Regions from separate parts of the Cricetulus griseus genome. Here region 2 is linked to region 1. A link is a contact called in public Hi-C data. All regions are on one chromosome and are shown on one strand. Each heading gives the region's core, a stretch centred on a gene start, on an enhancer-like site or on the middle of the called end of the contact. The rest is flanking DNA. Distances are from core to core; before and after follow the strand shown.

The links. A called contact is a pair of places that touch in the nucleus more often than the background predicts.
Region 2: a Hi-C map of liver shows a contact between it and region 1, with 4 times the contacts expected there. The contact joins the promoter of Foxo3 here to the enhancer-like site in region 1. A contact is called at or near these places in 3 of 8 Hi-C or Micro-C datasets (the CHO-K1 cell line, fibroblasts and liver).

What each region holds. Positions count from the first base shown.
Region 1 is chr2:264,516,256-264,524,079 of CriGri-PICRH-1.0, reverse strand. Foxo3 (forkhead box protein O3) reads left to right here. Exons shown (of 3, transcript XM_035440366.1): 3 at 6,439-7,824. Among named protein-coding and RNA genes, the nearest start is that of Foxo3, 92 kb to the left of the region's middle. Within about 2 kb of position 2,884, at least 1 of the 6 cell types and tissues checked has open chromatin away from gene starts, as enhancers often do.
Region 2 is chr2:264,608,006-264,615,829 of CriGri-PICRH-1.0, reverse strand. It overlaps Foxo3 (forkhead box protein O3), which reads left to right and starts at 3,396. Exons shown (of 3, transcript XM_035440366.1): 1 at 3,396-4,073. The coding sequence starts at 3,456. LOC118238359 (a long non-coding RNA gene) reads right to left here and starts at 1,941. Exons shown (of 2, transcript XR_004768456.1): 1 at 1,432-1,941; 2 at 1-1,233.

The sequences.
Region 1 (7,824 bases), core at 1,635-4,134:
TATTTTTATTTTATGTACATTGGTATTTGCCTGCATGTATGTCTCTGTGAGCCTGTCAGAAGTCCTGGAACTGGAATTTGAGGGCTTTATATGGTGGGGTGTACAGACACAAAGGAAGGCTAATTATTACATAGTTTGTGAATCCATTGAATGTTAAAATGTGCCTTGTATTCAATTTCATCTCACAAGAAACAGAAATTTTAGAAACTTATTTGAAAAGCCTCCTCTCCAGGAAGCATTACAGTTCTTAGGTTCTGTTCCACAAGCAGGAGGTTCTGCCTGCATGCCAGTGAGCTTCACTCTTAGCGCATGTGAAGAGGTCCCCGAAGCAACAGCAGTCACAGGACACTGGGTGCTGGGATAGGCAGGAAGTAAGGGCCACTCCAACATACTCAGCTAAGGTCTATTGTGAACTTTTTTTTTTTCCCTGTAAGCTTTCCAAGCTACTTGGGACATCGGGACAATTTATTTCACTCACAGGAGTTTATGCTGCTTGAGGGCAAAATACTGTGTTTACGATGCTGTTCTTAAAATAGCAGGCCATCCATGGTGCTTGAATCATCATCAGGACTCTGTCCTGCTTTCAAGGAATTCAGTGTATCAGGAGCTCAGAGTGTGGACACTAAGTGCTTGAGTGCCAGATGCAAGGTGCGTCAGTGAAACAGGGAGCATCTGGGGAAGGTGGAGTGAAGGGCTGCCTGGTGATTCACCTGCGCAGGAGGAGAGCAGACTGGGCAAAGTGTCCCTGAGGTGACTCGCAGGTGAGTGTGTGGTTTATGCTCAGCACACTTTAGTGCAGTATGTGGAAGATGGTGGCACTTTATCCCACAGGTCGTTGCCAGTTCAACTTTTGGGTGTTATAGTTGAGGACAATTAACCACAATCAGAAGAGGATCTTAAACCCCACACGCCCACCCCACAAAAGTGGTTCGTTTTTGGTTGGTTGGTTTGGTTTGGGGTTTTGGTTGGTTGATATGTTTTGTTTGTTTGTTTTGTTTTTTGAGACCGTATCTCACTATGTAGCCCTGGCTGGCCTATAACTTGCTATGTAGACCAGGCTGGCTTTGAACTGACCGTGATATGCATTTCACTGCCTCCCCAGTACTGGGGTTAAAGGCATGGGTCACCACACTTGGCAAAGGTGGCTTTTTTGAAAGAATAGAATCCCAAACTTTGCATATTCTATGAGTCAGAAGCATCTAAGACTGAAGAGCATATACAGGAGAGCAAGCTGCATGGGGTTTGTCCCCTGCCTTCAAGGCAGAGACAGATTGTATCCAGCCACCACTCTTGTCCTCGGCTGTGAAGGTTGAAGATTGTTCCTTCCCTTGGTTTCCCTGCATTTTGTCAGCACAGCACAAAGGCTGACTGAGAGGGCAGACAGACAAATCTAGGCGACAATTCGTCCTGGAAGCAACAGGCTCTTGAGGGTGCTGTCTCTAGCCTTCTCAGCCAGGCCTTGGAGGCTTTCCCTGACACCTGAAAAGCCACAGCATGCTCCTGAGACAGAGCACACCACAGCCCAGCCCAGCATGGCACAGGTCTCACCTGTTTTTCTGTAAGCTGAGCTTTTTGTTTTTAAGTAATGTGTGTAGGTTGGTGCCTTTCCACATTACCCCCAGTGTTGTCTCTTCCATGTTTACTCACCTGGTAGGAAGAGCTCTTGGTACCAGACTGGAGGGGCCACAACCTCAACAACCAACTAAAGGAGACAGCAGTAAAAGGCAGAAAGGGATGATTTATTCACTGTGGCCATATTGGGCAGAGGCACAGAGGATCCGGAGACTCCCCAGGGTTGCCCTCAGGGATCCTGACGGTGGTGGTAGGGTTCAAATAGACAGTTGGAGGTGCTCTGCTGGTTCCTGCCCACTGCCAAGTGTCCCCTGCCAGGTCTGGCTAGTTGTAAAATTTTCTCCTCTCTTGATGGACCTCAAGGGCTTCAGCCATTTCCTCTTCTACGGAGATTCCAGGGAGATCATAATTTCTTGGGGTCCATTCTTTCCATAGAGCACAAACCTCTCTTTAGAACATCTCATTCCTCCAGACAGGTTGGTTACACAAGGTCCAGGCTTCCTTCTGGGAGGCTTTGCCACCAAATAGAAACTTGCCTTCCAGTACGATTAGAAGTTCCTTACCTGCCTATTCCTCATGAAGTCTCCCGTGCCTAACATGGCTCCTAGACAGCACTTGCCTAGATGGGTTTTTATACAGATGGCTCCTCCCCAGTCCCACTGTAGCCAGCCATAGGCCCAGCTGTGGGTGTGCACAGGCACACTGACACCACCACCTAATTTTAGACTCACTCACCTTTTCCAACCTAGAGGGCAAGAAGAATAATGTTTACCTTTGGAGATGAACTCCACAGGGGTGTTTCAAAGTAAGGTGTAGCATTTGGACTGGCCAAGGCCAGCCTGGGCTACATGAGAACCTGTCTCAAAAAAAAAAAAAAAATCAGATGTGGCTGCCTCACTTAAGACTCACAAAAATGGGCTGGAGAAATGCCTCAGTGGTTAAGAGCCAGGTTCAATTCTCAGTACCCACATAGTAGCTCAAAACTGTCCACAACTCCAGTTCCAGTGCCCTCAAACAGACACACATGCAGGCAAAGCACCAGTGCACATAAAATAAAAACAAGTCATTTTTTAAAAGTCACAAGAATGTTTTGCCTAGGGTGGCTTTGTTGAGCGACAGGTCACTGGTGAGTAGTGCAGGCAGGCATTTCTTTGTGCTCCAGCAAACATATTGAAACTCTGAAACCCACAGCTGTTCTCTGAACTCCATGAGAGGCCTGTCAACCAAAGGTTCCCTTCCTTAGTCCTGAGTGTTCCATACTTGGTCCCCAGCTTGACCTTGGAGTTGCAGGTTTCCTGTATTTCAAAGCACGAAGGTCGTAGTGCTAAACTTTAACTTTGCTTTCCTGGCAGACTTCTTCCAGACAGTTAAACTTCTAGCCAGGAAGTAGTCGCTAACTAACCTTCGTGGACTTGTGGACATGAGAGTTTCATCCAACTCTCCTCCTCATCCCACATCGTATTTAGTTACTGGGGTCTCCTTTTTCCTCTGCCAAGAAGATAAAAACACTGCTGGCAGGTGCAGGCTTTCCACAGTGGAGTCAGCTGTGGGAGGACAGCAGCAGAACCTTTATGCTCCATGACAAATTCCAGTTGATTGGGTGGTTCTGTTGGTGTCATTTTGGAGGCATCTCCCTTTCTTAGAACATGGTGTGGCTTGGTGGCGATAATTAGGCAGAACCCTGTCTTCTCCATAGATGCCAGGATTACAGAAGGACTACCTCTCAGCTGATATTTTTGGAATGTACCACTTTATTTTCCTTGATTCAGCAGCCTGATTTCAAACTTAGGGAGGAGAAAGGAGGCCTCTTCTTCCTCCCCATACAAGTTACTGGTAAACCAGGGCAGCATTTTTATATTGTTGATTGGTATATTGCTTAGTAACTGCAGAGTAAAGGCTGTAAAGTTTGTCAGCTGTCTGCTTCCAGTAAGACTGGCTTTTTTTAAGCTACAGGGGCGTCAACACATACACAAGCCTCAGAACTAGCTAAATCAACATGAGCTCCTGTAAAACCCACCCAACTCCCACCAATCCAATGCAAGCATCATTGAACCCCCAGTTAGTGGCTGCTCCTATTGCTTTGCCCCCTTCCTTTTCAGTTCTTGTTTGATGGACAGGTACCAGCAGTGAGCTGCAGAAGCTGTTACGGCGTGAAAGGGCCGTTCTCCTTAGGATGCCTTTGTTCACCTGAGTCCTCAATGCCTTCCGTTTTAGGATGAGTGTGTTTCTCGTCAGTATTTGTCTGGTTCCTTTACACTGTTCCTTCTACCACAGAAAAGAAAAAAAAAAAAAAAAAAAACTAAGCAAGAGGTGACTTCCCAGAGGAGGAGTGAAGTGAGAGTTTTTTTTAATTTATTTATTTGTTTGTTTGTTTTTGTGAAATGTGCCCTGTGTCGGTGCTGGCCCTGGCCCTGGCCCTGTTGACTAAGCCCACAGACACCAAGGCAGCTTCCTGCACAGGCCTCCCCTGGAGGCATTGCTTGAGACCCTGGAGGGAACTCTGGTGCATAGTGTCACAGAGGCCCCGTGCCATTCTACAGAAAGGGGAGAGGTGATTAGTGCTGCTGCTTCTTTTTAATGATGACATTCCCAGAAGATGCTGGGCCTTTGCTGAGTGACTGGGGACATGGCAGCCTGTGCATTGTTGCTGGTGTGGCTTTGGACTAGTATGGTGAGGCTTGTGTCCTAGTTTCAGGGCCCATGGCCAGTCTTGACCTAGATGATGACATGTTGGGTGCCGAGGAGCACTCTGGATGCATCTCTCCCAAGTTGTTCCAGCCCCAGCCAGCATCAAAGCAGGCCACATACTCAGCCTCTATTCTTGGGGGATGAAGTGTGTCGTCTTCCCATCATGCACTAGATTTCACGGCAGAATAATTAACACCAAAGGGGACCAGGGAGGGGTCTGAATTAGGTAATACCTTGCCACTTCTCCCTAGGCAGTTGCAGAAAGTCAGAATTGGGACTTGGGGAACCTAGTCTCCTGATGATTAGTGTCATAGTGATGTTAGGCTGTGATTCTTAGCTCTCACTGTGAAGGGAAACGCCTAGGCCTTTGAAAGGACTTGGTCTGTGAGCTCCTGTTAGACCACACTTTCAGGACCAAAGCAGAAGACTCAGAAAAGTGTCTACAGGCCAGGTTCCTTGAAGATAAATGGGTCTGGGGGTTATTTTAGCCTTTTCTTCCTCTGGAACTAACAGGCCATTATTTCATAGGCCAAAATAAAATGGTCTAGTGGCTTTACAAAACAGAATATCTCCCAGGAAAAGTCCTCAGCCAGACCAGGGGTGCACAGAGAGAGGGGGCCTTCTTTTCCTAGTTTACTGTCTTTGCCTCTAATAAAAAGACAAGCTTCCTTCTGCTCTTTAGAGTGGCCACCAAGGAGAATGTGGCCAGGGTACTGAGTACCACAGAGTAAGGTTGCCCTACTGATGGTCTGAAGCTAGAGAAGTCTTAGAGTAGTCTCACAAGGGTGGATGTACTGCACTGTGTGGGAGTTTACTGTATTCTGGTAGCCATGTGCCTGGTGGGAAGATGGAGGTACGGAGCTGTGGTGTCAAGCTTCTAGTGCCTTGCCCTGCTCTACTTACCAGGACATCCAGCAGTGTCTCCACAGACAGATCTTATGTCTGTCATGTTGATTCCTTTAGCTTCATCTCTGTGTATACTTTTTTTTTTTTTTTTTTGACTTTTCAAGACAGGGTTTCTCTGTGGCTTTGGAGGTTGTCCTGGAACTAGCTCTTGTAGACCAGGCTGGTCTCAAACTCACAGAGACCCACCTGCCTCTGCCTCCCAAGTGCTGGGATTAAAGGCGTGTGCCACCACCCAGCTCTGAGTATACTTTTTTTAAAGATTGTTTTTTTTTTTTTTTTTTTTTGCATTAGCAGTGTTGGCATACATGTATATAAGTGCATCAAATGTGTGGTACCTGTGGGGGTTAGAAGAGGGTCTCAGATCCCCTGAAATGAGTTACAGACAAGTTGTCAGCTGCCATGTGGGGTACTGAGAAATGAGCCCAAGTCCTCCTGAAGAGCACCCGGTGCCCTTAATTGGGCTCCCTGGACTCCGGTGCTCTGGAAAGACCTCACTATGGCTGTGAACACAGAATAATGATAATAATAATAATAATAAGTTAGCAAGATGTTCCGTGGGAGGCCGGACAATGGTGTCTCACAAACCTTAAATCCTGGCACTCGGGAGGCAGAGGCAGGCGGATCTCTGTGTGTTTGAGGCCAGTCTGGTTTACAAAAGCAAGTTATAGAACAGCCAGGGCTACACAGAGAAACCCTGTCTCAAGGGGAACAAATGATATTCCTTGGGAACTTGTCTGGTTTTATACATGTTGTTACTGTTGTTTCTCAAAAAAATGTAATGTATCTTAATTCCTAAGATAGCTCACTTGAGATGACTTGCTCCTCCTACCAGCAAAGAAGCCAAGATTTCCCATGGAATCTCACTAAGTCTTGGCTGCCAAGTAAGATCAGTTTGTCCCTGGGCTGATGGAGAGAACCTTGAAAGTACCACTTTCCCAAACCTAGACCAGACCCTGAGCCATACCTCGGTTACCCCTAACTTAACATGGCCCACCAAAAGCACCCATGTGCTTTGTTCGCTATCATCCCAGGGAGCACGATCCCATTCCCTTCGGGCTGTTTAACCTTAGGATGCTACAATAGGAACAAATAAGAACTACGATAAGTACTTGTCTGCATTGTCCTTCGGTTTCAGACTTGAGGTGTTTAGCTTCACTGCACAAATCCTGGGCTCTGTGGTCAGACAAGCAGGTGGGAGCTGATGGAGCAGCCAGCTTGATTCCTGTGGCTTTAAGAATGCCCGTAATAACTGGGTTTCTTTTCTTTTTTTAGACCCTCACACTGACAGAAGACCTACACAGAAAACCCTTTGCCAAATCTGCTCCTAGCAAGTGGACAGTGACACCGTTTACAGCTTGACACCTTTGTGAATCCCACGCCATTTTCCTAACCCAGCAGAGACTGTTAGCAGCCCTGGCCCTGGGTGAAGCCCATACCCGTGGAACAGAACTCTGTAATGTATGCAAACTCTCTGAGTGACCTGCCAGCAAGGACAGCACCCTTCAGCACCACCACTCTCCTTCAGAGCACACCGGGAGCCCCATCAGCGATTCTGTAGTGCTTTACTATCATGGTTTATGGGATATGTTAAGCGTTGTTTTGTGTTTGTTTCCCCTTTGACCCTCTGGGTTTTTTTTTTTTTTTTTCACACAGTAACTTGCAGTATTTTTCTGTTAAAATGTTAACTGCCCTTCCCCTAGCACACTTATAAGCGGAAGGAAAAGTGCTGTACCAGTTCCCAGTCTGGCTTTGAGCATCCCAAGCTTCGGAGCCCATGGAACTCCACAAACTTAACACATTACATAAACTAAAGGGGGATTTTCTTTCTTCTTTTGTTTGGTAGAAAAGTATTCTTTTCTAAAAACTGAACAATGGCACAATTGTTTGCCCTGTATACCCGTCCAGGACTAAACTACGTGTAGGCGAAGCAAATGGAGGCAGGCATCTGACTCAGCAGTTTCCAGTTCTGAGTTGGGGGTGGTCTGTGGATGGGGACCCAGTGCCCACCCTACAGCTGCCTGGTCAGTAGGGCTTATGGTCCCGCCATTCTCCTCAGCCAGTGCAGTAGACAGTGTCTGCTCTTAGAACTAGGACCTCTTCAGGAAAGCACAGCTACTGCTCATTGCCAAATGCCATGAATGGGTTTAGTTTTAAGGAGAAAAAAAAAAGAAGAAAAAAAAAAATGTGGTGTTTTGCTTCATAGAAGATAGGGGATTGCTGGTGGGCCATTAAGAAAGAGTGCAGTGGGGAATGTGTGAAATGGGCAAACCAAGTCTGCACTAAGGCAGGTCCAACTTCACTGTTTTTGAAACATACACATCTTTTGATTATTTTCAGCCTTGCTGTGTATACTCTGATCTTTCTAGAAGTGTATGAGTGACAGGCGATAGCATACAAGGTGATGTAAATAAGCTTAAGGTGTAATTGTACAAGTGACACTTGGAAATACAAGATAAGGCAGTCTAAACTTTTTTTTTTAACTTTCTCTGCTTCTATGAATCTCATTTTTTGTTTGTTTGTTTGTTTTCAAAAAGTTATGGTGCTGTATAGGTGCTTTCTGTTTAACCTGCAAAGTGTGAGTGTATTCATTGCCCTTTGACAGGCAGCATAGTTGGGAACACCTTTGGTACATACGAAACTGGTGTGATGATGCCCTGG
Region 2 (7,824 bases), core at 2,147-4,646, 91 kb before region 1:
TAGAAGGCAGAATTTCCCTTTTCAGCTTCCCTTTCCAAAGTCAAGCCGAGGTGACGGAAATGCATTTATTTGTACGTGAGCCGAGCCACGCACTGCCGAAAATCCGCACTTAAAGACGGGTTCCTTGGAGCAAGGGCACAGACCACGCAGGGTGTTGAGTTCACCTCGTGGTCCAGGTGTGTGCACCAGTGTGTTCCTAAGACTGCGGCTTTGTTCTCGTGAAGGCAGGAGCCGGAACTGCACGCTAGGGCGGCAGCGTTTCTCGGCTGGCGCCTGCCGTCTCCGCAGCGGCCGGGGTAGCGCGCGAACCTCGCCAGCCCGAGCCTCTGGCTATGCGGGAAGAGCACGCCGGCCGGCCAGCGGGCTGCCTGGCTAAGCTGCACTCGCGGAGGCCGCAGCGCGCGGGCCTCAGCTCACCGCGTCCCTCCGCCGACGCGGGCGGCCCCACGCGCCAGCCGCGCCGCCAGTCCCACATTCCATTTCAAAAATAACACGCACGTGTGCTGGTAAACAAGCGCGCGAGCCGCCGGGGCCGCGCGTCCCGGGCGAGCCCCAGCAGCGCGCCCCCTCCTCCCGCACGTGTCACTCGGCTCCGCCTGCGGGCTTCTGCGCAGCTAGGCCCCGCCCACCCCCAGACCCCGCCCCTCCCGGGGACCTGAGGCCCTAGCGCCCGCCGTACCGGCAGGCTCTGCTCGCCGAGGTTCTGCAAGTTTCTTGTCCTGCCGGAGCGTGCGGCCCAGGTCCGCTCCTCCTCCTCCACACCCTCCTCCCGGCACGATTCCCCCCTCTAGTCCTCCCGCCGTCTGCGCGCGCCGAAGGCTGGCTCCCGGAGCGCCTTCGCTCCCCGACTCCTCCCGCCCCTCTGTCCTTCCAATTTTACTCGATTGTTTATTATTTGCTGGGGGCGGGGGCGAGGGGTAGAGAGGGGCGTCCGGGGCCTAGAGACTTGCGGCGGCGGCCAGTCAGCGCGCGGCTTGGCTTGACGAGGAAGCGGCGCAGCGAATGGCGACGCGGCGCAGGGCTCCGGGGTCACGCGCGTGTAGAGACAATGACATCATCTGTTTGTACGCGTCGAACTAGCTTGGTGCAGGGGCGGGCCCGCACGTCACTTGAGTGACAGGCGGCGCGCAAAGCCCGGAGGCCGGAGTTCCAGGGTAGGCGGCCTTTGCCGGCGCTTCTCAGCTGCTCGTTTTTGTGTACTTGGTTATTGTGGAGCCCTTTTATCTGCAGCGCCTGGGAGGATTTTGTTTTGACAAGACACACATGAATCAGAATGGGCAGACTTTTGGTATGCATGTCGCATGTGGGGCAGGAAAGCACACACGCACGGGTCTAGGGTTAGCACACACTAGGATAAGGGCTTGTGAAGGTGCTAGTTGAAGCCTAAAGACTTAAAAAAAAAAAAATCAGGCACCTAGTCAGCTGCTTTACCGTAGTAAAACTGTTGCCCGCTTCCAGCTCGGTATCCGCTCCTGCCTTTTGGACCGGGGGCGCAAGTCACTTTTCTTCCCGAGTCACACTTTTCCCGGTTTGCTTTGAAATCCGTGAAAAGCGAAGCAGGGCGGTGGTTGGGCGTCTCAGGTGAGAGTCAGTTCACACCTCCCGGTGCCCGTCGCCAGGCGCCGCGATCTCCGCTGGCGGTGTTTCCACGAGCGCTTAGAGTCTATCTCTGCTAGCGGGTGTCAGGTTCTAACGAGGAACCAGATACTAGGGCGGGCTCCGAACCCGGCGCTACGGCGCGCAGGCCAGAGACCCGCGAGCCAAATGCTGGCCCTGGAGCGGAGAGGGCACGCGACTGCGCACCGCGGGGCGCTCCTCCCGCGTCCCGGGCCAGCGCGGGGCTGTGTGGCCGCTGAAGTTCTGGGAGCGAGAAAGAGCCAAGGACGGCAGGCTGCCGGAGCCGGCCGAGTCCCGTCCCGCGGCGCGCGCCCGTCCGCCCGCCCGTCCCCCACGCCCGCAGCCCCGCGCAGGCGCGACCGAGCACACGCGCGCACTCCCACACGCACGCACGGCAGCACTCCCGGCCCCACCCGCCGCCCAGCCCTCCCCCTGGGCGGGGACCCGCCCCGCCGTCAGCTTAGGTTGAGGCTCCCTGCGTGTGTCTATAACTTTGTGCTGCTGCCGCGGCCGCCCTGCTCGTGGAAGGGAGGAGGAGGAATGTGGAAGGCGGCGGCGCGCAGGCTGACAGGAGGTTCCTCGGGCGGGCTGCGGCGGCGGCCCGAGCGTCCCCCCGTCGCGGTGCCCAGGGCTCTCACGGAATCGTGCGTCCTCCCGCCTCGTCCCTGAAGGGAGGGAAGGAGCCGAGGTAGGCGCCGGAGCTGTGCAGTAGGGCGGCCGCCTGCCTTCCAGTGACTCCGGATCTGTTTCCGAGCTGGGCCAGGCGCTTCCCTTTCCCTCCCCGTGACTCGGTGTACTCCCCCCCTTCTCTCCCGCTCGGGTCTTTAAAGGACTTGAGGGAAGGGGGAACTGTCAAGATGGCAGCAGCGGGAGCAAGGAGGTGGTGAACGTGCTGGTCCGGGTTTTCTGGCAGCCCGAGAGATTTGGCGCTTCCCGACCTGTTGGAAGATTTATGTTCCCACTTGCTTCCTCCCTCTCGTTTCTGGCCGGGAAGGGGGCGGAGGGCCCCACGTCCCTAAGAAAATACACCTCGGATCCTCTTGGTGGCCGCTCCTGCGGGGTCGGCCCGCTCTCCCTTGTTGGAAGTGACCCTGGCCAGTCTGTGCCCAGACCCCCCACGCTCGCCCGGTTGGTCCTCGGGGGGAGAGGAAGAGACGGGAGTTGCCTGCCTGCGCCAGCCCTAGGCTCGGGCCACCCGTCTGGGAGGGGTGTGCTGGGAAGTGGGGGGCGGGGGGAGTCGCAGGGCCCTGGAAGGGAGAAGAGCCCAGGACTCCACTGACTTGGGCTGCGCTTCGGCGGGAGGCACTGGAGCGGGCCGGAGCGAAACATAAACAAACGCACGCACGCCCTCCCTCTGACCGCGGCTGTGCTGCTGGGGTCTGGCGGCTGCCCACTTACAGGCCGGGCGCCCCTCCCCGCCCCTCCCTCCCTCCCTCCCTCCCTCCCTCCCTCCCCCCGCCCCCTTCCTCCGCCCCGCCACCTAGCCCGGGAGAGACCTGCGGATCTGGCGACGGCAGCGGGGGAGGGGGCTGCCCGCGCGCGGCCGTCGATTCGCTCTCGTCTCCCCGGCGGCCCGGCCAGGGGGCGGCGTCTGCTGCGCCAGGTTCGCGGGACGCACGTCCCCAGGTCCGCCCGTTCCAGGAGGAGGCGGCGGCGGCGGCGGGCGAGGAATCTCGGAGGACTGGGCTCCCGCACGCACGGGATAACCAACTCTCTCTTGGCGCTTCCCTAGGCAGCCCGAGCCTCCGCGGCGTCCCGGTCTTCTCCCGCCGCACCCAGCCTGGGCACGAGAGGAGAGCAAGAGGGCCCGAGCCGCGGGCGGCGGGCAGGCGGTGAAGATGGCAGAGGCACCGGCCTCCCCCGTCCCGCTCTCTCCGTTGGAAGTGGAGCTGGACCCAGAGTTTGAGCCCCAGAGTCGGCCGCGCTCCTGTACGTGGCCCCTGCAGAGGCCGGAGCTGCAGGCGAGCCCGGCCAAGCCCTCGGGGGAGACGGCCGCGGACTCCATGATCCCCGAGGAGGACGACGATGAAGACGACGAGGACGGTGGCGGCCGAGCCAGCTCGGCCATGGTGATCGGTGGCGGCTTGAGCAGCACGCTGGGCTCTGGGTTACTCCTCGAGGACTCGGCCAGGCTGCTGGCTCCCGGAGGGCAAGACCTCGGTTCCGGGCCAGCGTCCGCCACAGGCGCCCTGAGCGGGGGCCCGCAAACGCCGCTGCAGCCTCAGCAGCCACTGGCGCCGCAGCAGCCGGGGGCGGCTGGGGGCTCTGGGCAGCCGAGGAAATGCTCCTCGCGGCGGAATGCCTGGGGGAACCTGTCCTACGCCGACCTGATCACCCGTGCCATCGAGAGCTCCCCGGACAAACGGCTCACTTTGTCCCAGATCTACGAGTGGATGGTGCGCTGTGTGCCCTACTTCAAGGATAAGGGCGACAGCAACAGTTCTGCAGGCTGGAAGGTGGGTACCTACCAGGGGCTGGTGGCTGGACCTGCCAGGCACGTATTCAAGCGAGTTCTTGCCCGCCCCGAGAAGGGTTAGAACCTCTGTTGTGAGGCTTGGGGGTGAAGGGTGGTTCTTTTCACCCCTGGTGGAGGAAAGCCTGGGATTGTCCTCAGAGTGGGAAAAGGAGGATCCCTAGCATGCCTTGGGCATGCCTAAGTGAGGAGGCTGTAAGCAAGGGACACTAACGAGGTAAGAATGGGGACATTTGTATTTGCTGGATTACCCCACCTGTGGTGGCGAGGTAGGTTCTCGGCTAACTTTGAAATAGAGGGAGTGGAAGTGGGATGCAGCGAGGACAGTGTGGGTGGAGGGAAGGGTGTGTGTGTGGGAAGTGTTTGGGACTGCATTCAAGTCAGTGGCAGGAGCATGATACTAGCAAACTGAATGTGGATCCTTGGGTTCAACTTGTGCCTGTGGGTGTCGACACCAACAACAGGCAAATAGATCCCATTAGAAAAAGCAATGGTTGCAGACTTTCCTGGCCGGCTCTCATGCCTTACCTGCTTACACACCTTTATTCTTTAGAGATGTCACTCCAGCAAGCCTGCCAGCAGGTAGCCTCAGAAAAGCTCTGGGGTTTGGAACAGGCTAGGTTTGTCATCCAAAAGTGTACTGGCTACACCCGCTGCTCCTGTGGAGGCCGATGCTGGTGCAGGCAGTGTTTGAGGCCCATGTCATGTGTTGGCGACTCGGGTCTGAGCTTTACCCATGTGGGAGGGAGGGCAGGGTTGGGCAATAATGGCTTCTACCTATAAATGAGCTGGAGAGAGACTTCTGTTCCTTTTCAACCTCTTGGGGCACCGGGACACGTGGTTGGGAGAGAGGTGAGGAAAGGCTGTGATGTAATGACTTCTGTTCCCCTGCTGGACTGCAATGCTCTTCTGAGCACCTCCAGGCCCATTCACATGAAGGTAGCAGCAGAGGGTCCCACATCACTGGAGTTGTCACTTACCACTTGCTTTTGCTGGCAGTTTTCCTCTTCCTAACATCACTGCCAGTGTGGAGCTTGGTGACTTCTGGGTTCTAGGTTTTTTTAGGTGCATAAAGTGAGAACAGTTCATTTTGTGGAGAGCTGAAACAAAGCTTATGGAAAAGCTTGCAGATGAAGTGTCTTCTGAGAAGTGTCTTGTCCCAAAGAAGCTTGCTTAGATGGTTTAAAAGCAAAATGTGTGCTTTGATACCACTCCACAAACCTGTCTCATTTCAGATGACTCAAATGCTGATGTTACAAGTCTTATATTTGATCTGATTTTATTGATTTCCAAAGGAGTGACGAAAGTGTGAGGTGAGGGTTGTTTGCGGAAGGGATGGGGCTTCTGTTTGAAAGCTTTGCTGATGTGGTAGCCTTGAACACTGCTTTGAAGTGGATGGCAAGGGTTTACTCCCGTGGACATTATCTGGAAGGTGTGTGTAGAACTGGGCAAAGTGCATTTGGGAATTTGGAATACGTCTCAAAAATTGCATACTTGAAATTAAATCCTACATATTCGAATTAGCTATAATCTATTAGTTAAAGGTTACTTAACTGTAAAAAGCTAACATAGGAAAGGGGTTTTAACTTTTCCTGATGAGTGTCTGTGTGTGTGTGTGTGTGTGTGTGTGTGTGTGTGTGTGTGTGTGTGTGTGTGTGACTGTGAGAGTGAGTGGATGAGAGTGTGTATGTGTGTTTATGTGTGTGTGTGAGTGCTTCTCTCCTTTAATTGGACTCAGATCATTAGGCTTGGTAGCAAGTGCCTTCACCCACTGAGCCATCTCACTGGCCCCTTTCCTCTGATTTTTAGGATTACAAATGCAATTTAGTTCAGTAAGGAGTGTTTCTTGCTATTGTGTTTATAAAAATAATACCAGTTTTGTGTGTTTGAATTGTTACTTTTTTTTAGATTTACTTCAGAAAGTGGTTACCGAAAGTAACCACAAATTGAGTTTTCATAAAGATTTCAGGATTTCAGTAGAGCCAAGGGGACATAGTCATATGCAGGTTTTATAACTTTTATTTGTCTCAAAGTCTTTTTTTCCCCCACTGCTATCTTTGACTAAAGCCATATAAAATACTATAAATAGGATGTTTCAAGGCTTATTATGTGTTTCAGGGTATATGCTTTATAATTATTTTTTTAATTCTAAGTATATGTGTCAAGTAACCCTTGAAGACTTAAAGGAGTATGATTTAGTTGAAGTTTTTGTAAGTTGACTTTCATCAAAAGAAACAGCCATGCAGGGATGTCCGTATCTTTAATGATGGAGACAGAAGGCCCTTGGAACAAGAGCTGGTTTTACCCATGACTAATAGCCAGCCTTTTTTTTGTTTGCTGGTTTAGTGGGGCTGGAAGAAAAGGTCAAGGGGAGAGGTCAGGAGCTAACTGTGACCCACTTCCATGCATCTGACTTTAGGAACTGACTCCTGTAATGAATAGTCATTTTGGAAACCTGCACTTTAACCACACTACTTTCATTGTGAGTTACTCTTTAGAATGTTTAGCATAAAAAATGTCTAGAATTCAGGTTAACTTGTGGATATTTGCATACAGGGCAGGTATGCAGGGTCTCAAACTTACTTCTCTTGTGGCCTTTGGGGCCAGAACATCATGTGATTCTACAATCAGAATTGTCACTTTAAGATTACAGAATGAAGCTGGGGAGTAATAGTGTATGCCTTTAATCACAGCACTCGGGAAGCTGGCAGTCTCTGAGTTTGAGGCCAGCTTGGTCTACATGGTAAGTTCCAGGACTACTTAGTAGAAAGACTGTCTCAAAAAAAAAGAAAAAAATTAAAGAATTAAAAAAGAGGCCTTGAAAGGTGGAATTTAGTCTAGTCATTTCCAGCACTGGCTGACTTTTTAGAATCACCTGGGAGCAGTTGAAAAATACTAGCTGTCATTTGGCTCATGTGTGACAGTGTCATCACTTTCTGGCATTGGTTCCTCAGGTGATTCTAATGTGTAGCCAGGATGAAGTTTGCTGATGTTGTTAGATCGTTTCATTGGAGAAGAACTTGGTCTTTCAAGAGATTGAAAACTACTCTCAAGTCACAAGGAGTACAAGACTAGTTAGTAGCTACAGATCTAGAGGTCTTGGTCTCTGGCCTTTATCACACACTATTTTCTTTAAATTGATGTTTTAACATTTTGCTTTTCTGACAAGCACAGTTGTTCCCCTCCCCCTGCCAGGCTCCCCTCAGATACTGCTTTTATTTCAGCATCAGGAGCGGGGCTAGCAAAGGTGTCATATTTGGGTAGCTGCATATGATATGTCATCTGTCGGTGTGGTTGCTTAGGAAGACTGAAGTAGCGCAAATGGCAACAAAGATAGCATTTTAACAAAAGAGGAAGCCCTTGCCCAATGAGTACTGTGCCTGGGAGGATGGTGGCTATCTCCCAGGCTCCCTTGCCTCAGCCGTTACAGTCGAGTGAACAACCAGATGTGGTGTACCGGAAAAGGTTACTGTTCCTTTATTCAGACCTTGAAGGGCACAGTAGTGGGTCTGCTCAGGTCCTCTTGTATTGGGAGACCCCAGTGACTCTAGGGTTTACTAGGGACCCCTGTTTATTTACTCCTTTATCCAGATCCCCATATGCACTCATTTCTCATGAGTTAGGACAGGGTCATACGTAACAGCCCCAGGTTTCTGTGGGGGTGCCTACATTGTGAAGACTTCTGCTTTAGTTCAGAGGGCAAGCCTTCCAAGTCTGAGCCTTTCATGGGAAAG